2 separate regions of the Muntiacus reevesi genome follow, and region 1 is linked to region 2. A link is a contact called in public Hi-C data. All regions are on one chromosome and are shown on one strand. Each heading gives the region's core, a stretch centred on a gene start, on an enhancer-like site or on the middle of the called end of the contact. The rest is flanking DNA. Distances are from core to core; before and after follow the strand shown. Region 1 holds the start of LOC136172034 (IQ domain-containing protein H-like). Region 2 holds the start of SMAD3 (SMAD family member 3).

The links. Hi-C and Micro-C count contacts between places; a contact is called where the count stands out from the background.
Region 1: a contact with region 2 is called in a Hi-C map of muscle, with 4 times the contacts expected there. The contact joins the promoter of LOC136172034 here to the promoter of SMAD3 in region 2. A contact is called at or near these places in 2 of 3 Hi-C or Micro-C datasets (blood and muscle).

What each region holds. Positions count from the first base shown.
Region 1 is chr7:14,000,868-14,004,642 of mMunRee1.1, reverse strand. It overlaps LOC136172034 (IQ domain-containing protein H-like), which reads right to left and starts at 2,290. Exons shown (of 6, transcript XM_065941157.1): 1 at 2,164-2,290. The coding sequence starts at 2,214. It overlaps AAGAB (alpha and gamma adaptin binding protein), which reads left to right and starts at 2,429. Exons shown (of 9, transcript XM_065941400.1): 1 at 2,429-2,554. The coding sequence starts at 2,482.
Region 2 is chr7:13,790,427-13,794,495 of mMunRee1.1, reverse strand. It overlaps SMAD3 (SMAD family member 3), which reads right to left and starts at 1,908. Exons shown (of 9, transcript XM_065940034.1): 1 at 1,157-1,908. The coding sequence starts at 1,362.

The sequences.
Region 1 (3,775 bases), core at 1,041-3,540, 210 kb before region 2:
AGCTTTCCCTATAGTCCATCTCTCACATCCATTCATGACTACATATAATATTAATTTTTTCCCCTCATTATACATATTCTACATTGTATCAGGGAGAATTTTACACTGTATCTACAGATCAGACTCAATAATTAGATTAAGGGGTGGCCTCTCTTTCTCTACATAGCCCTCCATTTAAGTGTGTACAAAGTAACCCTTTTAAGCAAGTAGGAGTGTTGATCAACATGGATATGATTCCTAGTTCTTCCCCAAGAGAGATCCAGCCTCTGCCCTTAGACCCTGGGAAGTGATCACTAGGCCCCTGGAGTATCCCACTTGATGGGAATGGGGTTTATGATAGGTGCTTTGAGCTATGCTGTATCAGTTCTAATCTCTAGAGGAATTAGACTGAAATCATTAGTCTGCTCTCGGGGAAGGGCTGAAGACTAAAGTCAGCCAAATGGGCATTGTGACTGAGCTCCAATAAAACCTCTGGACACTAAAGTCTTGGGAAAGCTTCCCTAGTTGGCCATAATCTGTATATGTTGTCACATATCATGACTGAAAGGAGGTAATGCTATGACTCCACTGGGAGAAAATGGCTGGAAGCTCCATTTGTACCCCTTCTGGACTCTGCCCTGAGCATCTCTTCCCTTGGTTGATTTTAATTTCTATTCTTTTGCTATAAAAACACTGTAATTATAAACATAGTGCTTTTCTGAGTTTTGTGAGTGCTCTAGCAAATTAGCCAATGTGACATGGCTGGGGCTTCCAAAAGTGTAGACAGCTGGTCTGAAATAAGCATAGTTCTAGGGACCCCTGAACTTGTGCCTGGAGTCTAAGTGAGGGCAGTCGGGTGGAGATTCTTCCCTCACACTTGGCAGTTTGGCTAAACTCATTCTAAGGTGATGGTGAAAGCAAGGATAAGAAAAGGTGAGGTAAGAAGATCTGGGTATGATTCATATTGGGGAAGTCTATAAAACTGGTGAGTTTAGGGGTTTATACTTTGGAAACATGAATTTAAAGAAGTCTCCCAGAGGGGAGGTAAGAGACCAAATCATGGCAGGAAGAAAAATTAGACCAAGTGCAGATCTGAGTAGAGTTTTGATAGTCCTTAGGGAAATTACTTCAAACTTTTAGTTAAGTAGAGCTACATATGAGTTAAAGGTGATGATATGTCAAAAATGTTCTAAAACTATCACATATAAATGTGGGGGGAGGGAGTAGTGCTTTTAACATTCTGGAAAAGTCTGAGTGTAAAGGTCACAAACTAAGTTGTACTGAGAAATTAAAACTTTCCTGATGTTCCCCCCTCAGATTAGAGAAAGTTACTTTCCTGTGCTTTTTGTCACATTTCCACATTCAAAATTTAACTTGATTAGCAAGCTTTTATCTTGTTCCCAAGTAAGGAATTTTTATTATTTTTTATTGAGATATAACTGACATAAACATTATATTAGTTTCACATAGACAACATCAGTCAATATTTGTACATATTGCTAAATAATTGCCACAGTGAGGCTAGTTAACATCCATCACCATGTAAAGTTATAATACAACTTTTTTCTTGTGATGAGAACTTGTAAGATTTACTCAGCCGCTTTCAAATATACAGTATTATTAACTGTAATCACCGTGGTGTGCATTACCTCCCCAGAACTCCATTATATGCAAGGGGCTTTTAGAGCGAAAAAAATTGGGGTACTTAAGAAAAGCAGGGCTTCCCTTGTAGCTCAGCTGGTAAACAATCCGCCTGCAATGCAGGAGATCAAAAGCAGTTCACCTATTTCAACTTCCGCCCAGATACGTGTCTGATTTGTATCTCCTCCACTTCCCTTACATCGTAGGATCAAAATTTTCAGAATATAACATTTAAAAATGGTGCCTGTGGAACATGGATTTTTCCAAAGTAAAGGTCCCAGTGGGGTGTATCGTCCTGGAGTTTTACCAGAGGCGGACTGGTCGCACTTCGACCGCGCAACCTCCAGGGTCAGGCTCAAGAGGTGTGTGAGGCTGGCGAGAGAGGTCTAGGTTGGCACACTTGGGAGTTCCTTAAACCGTGGTGTTGGAGGCAATCTGAGCAGCGGCACGTTAAGTGGGAAAGCGTCAGTGGATGGGCTCTGCTGGGCCTCGCTTGCTGGAAGGGTTCTAGCTGGACAGGGTTAGGAGAGGCCCATTTCCCACCTGGATTAAGATAGATCCGACGGGGTCTTCGTTTTCCTTCTCCTGGGCCATGCCTACAGCACGGCGGGGATCCCTCCCCAGGAAGGCGCGGTCTCCAGACTCGGGAACTTGCAGTGGAGGGAGCTCGTCCCCATGGCAACGCCAAGTGAAGCCCAGCCTGGTCCACGCCGGGAGCGGAAGAGGGGGCGGGGAGGAGGCAGGGCCGGCCGTGCCTTCTGAGAATGCGCTTTCCTTGGGCGTCTCCCCCGCGCGCCGGCGACCGTGGTATCGCCCAAGGCGGAAGTGGCTCCGGGAAGGAACCGGTTCGCGGGCGCAGAGATGGCTGCGGGCGTCCCCTGCGCGCTCGTTACTAGCTGTTCCTCCACCTTCTCCGCAGACCGGCTAGTGCAACGTGAGTAGCCAGGCTCCTGGGCCGGCCTCCAAGCCCCAGGACAAGCCGCGGCGGGCGGCAGTCCCAGCACCGCGGCTCTTCTCGGGGTCTCGGTCCTCGCCGCGAGCGCTGGGCTCTTTCTCCCCTCGGTGGTGGCCCGAGGCCCCTCGGGTGCCGCTCAGATGTGGTCACGGTGCCTAGTTCCCCGTCCACTGTTAGCTACAATACTCGTTGCTTCTCTGTTTCTGCCTGGCCCACCGTGGGGTTTGTTCCAGCGTTTTCTGTTAAGTAGGACCTCAACCCAGGGGTTGTCGGCGGGCAGCAGTTGAGGTGAACAGAAAAGGCTCTCTAGGAATTGAACCTAGGAACGCGAGCGTCAGGTGCAGGATTCGTGATTTATGTTGTTGTTCCTCTGCACCCCCAGCCCAATGTGTATATGTTAAGACTTGTTAAACTTGCCCCCTCCGTTCTGTTATTCACTGCCTTGCCTTCCTCCTGAGACCAGGCCCTCCGCCAGCGTTAGTTTTTGGTTATTACTGGACCTGGTCTTTTTCTCTCTAGACTCCCATAGTGGTTGTCAACCTAAGTCATTCTTCAAAGAATCGTAGGCGAGGAGGGGAGACCAGTGGAGTAGAGAGAGCATAGGGTATTGGGCTCGACTCTTCCACTAAGACTCCGCAAAGTTGATTATAACTCGACTCCTCTGTTTCAAATTGTGGCTTCGAGTCAGAACGGTGACTCTCAGCTGTAACCTATGCCCTTCAGTTTTCTGATCTGTAAAGTGGTGATAATTTTCACATGACTGTTGTGCTTAACACTTTGAGTGATCAGTCGGTAAATGGTAAATACTATTAATAAATACATTATCTCTCTAGCCCTCGGTTTTCTGATCCTGCAAGTGGGGCGTGCTAATCGCTTTAGTCTGTCCGACTCTTTGCGACCCCATGGACTGTAGCTCACCAGTCTCGAATGTCTTTGGGATTCTCCAGGCAGGAATACCTAACTGGGTTGCGGAGATCCAGGGGATCTTCCCGACCCAAGGATCGAACCCGCGTCTGTTTTGTCTCCTGCATTGGCAGACAGGTTCTTTACCACTTGCGCCACTTGGGAAGACCTGAAGTGGGTCTTATGAATCTGTCTCACGGGATTCTTTGAAGGATAGATGATGTGACATTTTGAAAGCATTTGGTAAACTATAAAGCATCATATAAACGTAACTTTTCGTTGTACTTGTCAAATGAC
Region 2 (4,069 bases), core at 659-3,158:
GGACAATTTATGTGGGGCTCTGGCCCTGGGGACCCTCTGCTCATTCCTCCACAGCCGGGGACCCCTACTCACACACACAGACACACAAACTCTCCCTCGGTACAGAATTAAGACGTTCAAAGGGGGCTAAGAGGGAGACTAAGAAAAATAAGATATGTGCCCCCCCCCCCCACCACATCCTAATTTCCAGCCGGGCGCAGCTAAGCTAAGAGAAGGCCGTGGGGAGTGCAGAGAAGTCACTGACCCCTTCTATCAGCCATCTGTGAGCTCCTGCCAGATCTAGCTAGCACGAAGTGGAGGATAAAGGAGGTCCAGACAGATGGCAAAGCGCTTTGGGAAGGAGGGCTCCGTAGGAATGCGAGGGCCGATGCGAGGCCCACTTTGGAGTGCGTTTTGTTATCTCCTCGGCTCCAGACCCCCCTCCTTTCGGCACCCACCCGCAATCTCAGCCTGAAAGAAGGGCAAAAAACAGCCGGGGGAGGCGGGGGAGCAGACCCCACTCTCCGCCACTTATCTCTCTCATTTGAAAGTCAGAGCGCTGCACTGCAACTAAAGTGCGTGTGTGCGGAGGGGGCGGGAGACTGGCACAACCGAATCTAAAAATACTCGATAAAAATGCTAATCCCGAAGGCAAAGAGAGAACGAAGAAGGAATCTGTCAATCACGAGGCTCCCGCTCCTCACCCACAGCCCCAGCTGTACGGACTGCATTCCTGTCGAGAAGGAAAGAAGTGGGGGGACAGGAATGAAGAAAAGAAAGGGAGAGACACCACCACCTCCACGAGCGCGGGCCGCGGGGGCGGGAGGCGGCGGCGGAGGAGGGGCTCGGGCCCGCGGAGCTGAACAAAGCGGGCCTCAAGTTCTATCCCGCAGCTCCCCGGGTGGGGGGGGGGGGCGATCCTGCAGCACCCCCTTTCCCGGAGGTGAAAAGCCAATGCGAGGTCTGCGAGAGCGAGTGCCGCGTGGAAGTCCCGGGTTCCGAATCTTTGCAAATCTAGAAAAGGTTTTGTTTGGGGTCCCCCCTCACCCGCTTCCTGCCTGCGTTCCCACCCCTCGTGTACACATACACACGATCCCTCCTGCTCCAATCCCACCAGGCCGGCCCCGCCACGCTCTGGGGCTGGGCGGGCGCGCCCAACAGTCCCTCCAGCCCCCACCTGGGGATGGTGATGCACTTGGTGTTGACGTTCTGCGTGGTGATGGCTTTCTCCAGCTCGTCCAGCTGCCCCGTCTTCTTAAGCTTCTTGACCAAACTCTTGACTGCCTTCTCGCACCACTTCTCCTCCTGCCCGTTCTGCTCGCCCTTTTTCCAGCCCAGCAGGCGCTTCACGATCGGGGGAGTGAAAGGCAGGATGGACGACATGGTTGGGGAGGGCGCGCGAGCTGCGATGAGCGCCCCCGGCGGGGCTGGGCGCGGCGGGACGCCGGGGGCGCAGCGGGGAGCTCAGCCCGGGCCGGCCGCGGCCGCCCAAACTTCGCTTCAACTCGCGGCGAACTTGCTGGTTCTCCGGGCCCGGCCGCGGCGCTGCAGCCGGCGGGGCTCGGCGCGCGGCCCTGCGCCCCGGGCGTCTCCCACGGCGGGGAGAAGGACGGCGGGGCGGCGGGCAGGCGGTAGTGAAGCGGGATCGGGAAGGCCCGGGACGCGGGGCGGAGGCGGCGGCCGCGGGGACCGGAGTGGCAAAAGAAAGTTTGGGTTTCCGCACGGGGTGGCTGTTTGGGTGCCGCCTCCAGGAAGGAAAGTCCAACCCCCAGCCAAACTTTGCTCGCCTCGCTCGCTTTGATGCGCAGATCCCTCCGCCTCGGCAGCCTCGCCTCCCCGCTGCCCTCCTCCTTCCCGGCTCGCTCGCTAGCTGGGCCGGCCCGGGGCGTACGCCGCGCTCCTGCTCCCGCCCGCTCCCAGTCTGTGTTTCATGCAAATCCGCGTGCAGCCTCCTTTCCAAGCTCTGTCACCGCCCCCTTGCCGCTGGGGCTCCCCGCCTCCTCCCCCGCGCCCCGCCGCCTCCTCCTGCGGGCGCCTTGCCGGCTCCCCCCTCTACCGCCTCCGGGAGGGCTCCTGGCCTTCCCCCCGCCCGGCGCGGAGCACGCCCACGTGGGCGACCTGGGACAGCGGCCGCCAGGGCTGGAGCGCGCAGGACTCCGCGCGGCCCCGACCTGAAGTCCAGCGGGCGCCGGGAGGAAGTCGTGGGAAAGGAGCGGCGAGAGGGGCCCCTGGCGGGAGGGCCGGGCTCGGGTCGTGGCGACCGCTCTCGGAACCCACACTCAGGAAACTCATTTGCAGTGGCGGGCCCCAGGGTTAGATTCGCACTAACCAAGGAGAGCGGTCTGGCCACGGGCAGGCGGTGCATTCCTAAGAGGACCCCGGTTCGAGGGAGGACGACGCGCGGGAGGCTGAGGCCCAGGAAGTCGGGGCGCGCACCGGGACCCTGGCGCGCCGATCCCAGTCAGGGGCTGTGGCGGCGCCGGGGACTCGGGGGGCTGTTTTTATTCTCGCACCAGTGAAACCGTTCCAGTTTAGAGCCCCAGGGCCGGGTGAAACAAGGATTAGGGAGAGGCTCTCAGAAGTGCCGATTTGGGGACCCCAGTGACTCCCTGGATAATAGCTGGAGTCAGGGGTCCCTTGGGCCTTGGGAATCAAGTGCCCCGCAGAAAATGGGCCTCAAAGGCATTGTTAAGCTCAGGAAGAAATGAATGGGGGAACCTTAGAACATATCTGTAGAGGAAAAGTTTCATTACAGGGTGCTGGAATCCTATGGGAACCAAAGTATCCGAAATTCAACACCCAGTAAATAGGAGAGAGAGTTTTGTTGTTTTTAAAGCTGTGAACTCGCAAGAAGTGGAGCAAAAGGGCAGTCTTCGGGGACCGTATATATTCCAAATTAGCTTCAGTGGGAAGCCGAGAAACACCAGGATATGGGGGCGCTCTGGGGCTTTTCTCTCCACCAACACCATTCTGGGGCGTCTACCCTCAGACCCCCTCACTCAGTGGCTGTCAGGAGTTACCCAGGCGCCCAGGGCCTTTCTCCTGCAGCCCCTCCCCTATCAGACCTCTTAGCCTTTGTTTGTTTTTAACAGCGGGAAACTCCCTTGGTGAGAAAGAAGTGATCCGCAAACCCTCTAGCGGGTGGGGCGTTACAGAGCCCGTGAGGTGTGGCCTAATCCACAAAGTCAGCCCAGAAGCTGCAGGGGTCCCTGCCTGGAAGGGGAGAATGAGCTCTGGCAGGCCTGTCAGCCGCTGGGGCCGAGCTCTGGGCTCCCCTCCTTCTAATTCCTTGCCTGCTTGGACCTCAAAGGAGAAACCCCTTAACCACAAATGGGGCTTAATGACCTGCTCCCCACTCCTGGACGGTCCTTGGAACTAACCAACAGCTATTATAATCTGGTTTCATTCCCTTCCTCCGGCTCTCATCGAAAAAGAGAAGGGAGGAAGGACTTTTATTGATGGCATTCTTCATTCCAAGTGATGCCCTCTGAGTTCATCTTCACAGTGACTCTTGAAGTAGATGTCCCTGCTCGCCCATTTACAACTGAAGTACCTGAGGCACAGAGATTATAATACTTGAGAGCTCTAAGCTGCAGAGTTAGGATAGAAACCAGTGATTTTTGATGCCTCAGCCCACACGGCACCCAGCTAGCTGCCTTCTAGAGTTGTAGAGGGCGAAGGTGACATCACAGATGGAGCTCTGCAAAAGCCAAGTTCTTTACACAGGTGCACTATTGTGACACCAGAAGAAATGTTTGCTCACCTGGAAAACAGGCTAGAGATAGCTTTCCTCTCAATCTCTTAGGGTGGTTGTGGGAGTCCGATGTGAAAAGCTTTGCCAACAGTCAGTACTCTAAAGGAATGGAGCCACACCTTGGGGCCGCTGTTAGTGCCATGGAGAAAGGTGCAAAGTGGGGAGCAGCGTTCAGTTAGACACGCACATCTACAGAGCACCTCCGTGTGCCGTCCAGATCATTTCTGAAAATCCTGAAATGAAAGACTAAGGGCCCTAGCCTCACGACCTAAAGAAGCACCAAGGGAGGTGTGTGCCTGTGAGAAAAGGGCCCTTGTGTGAAACGTTCACATTAAC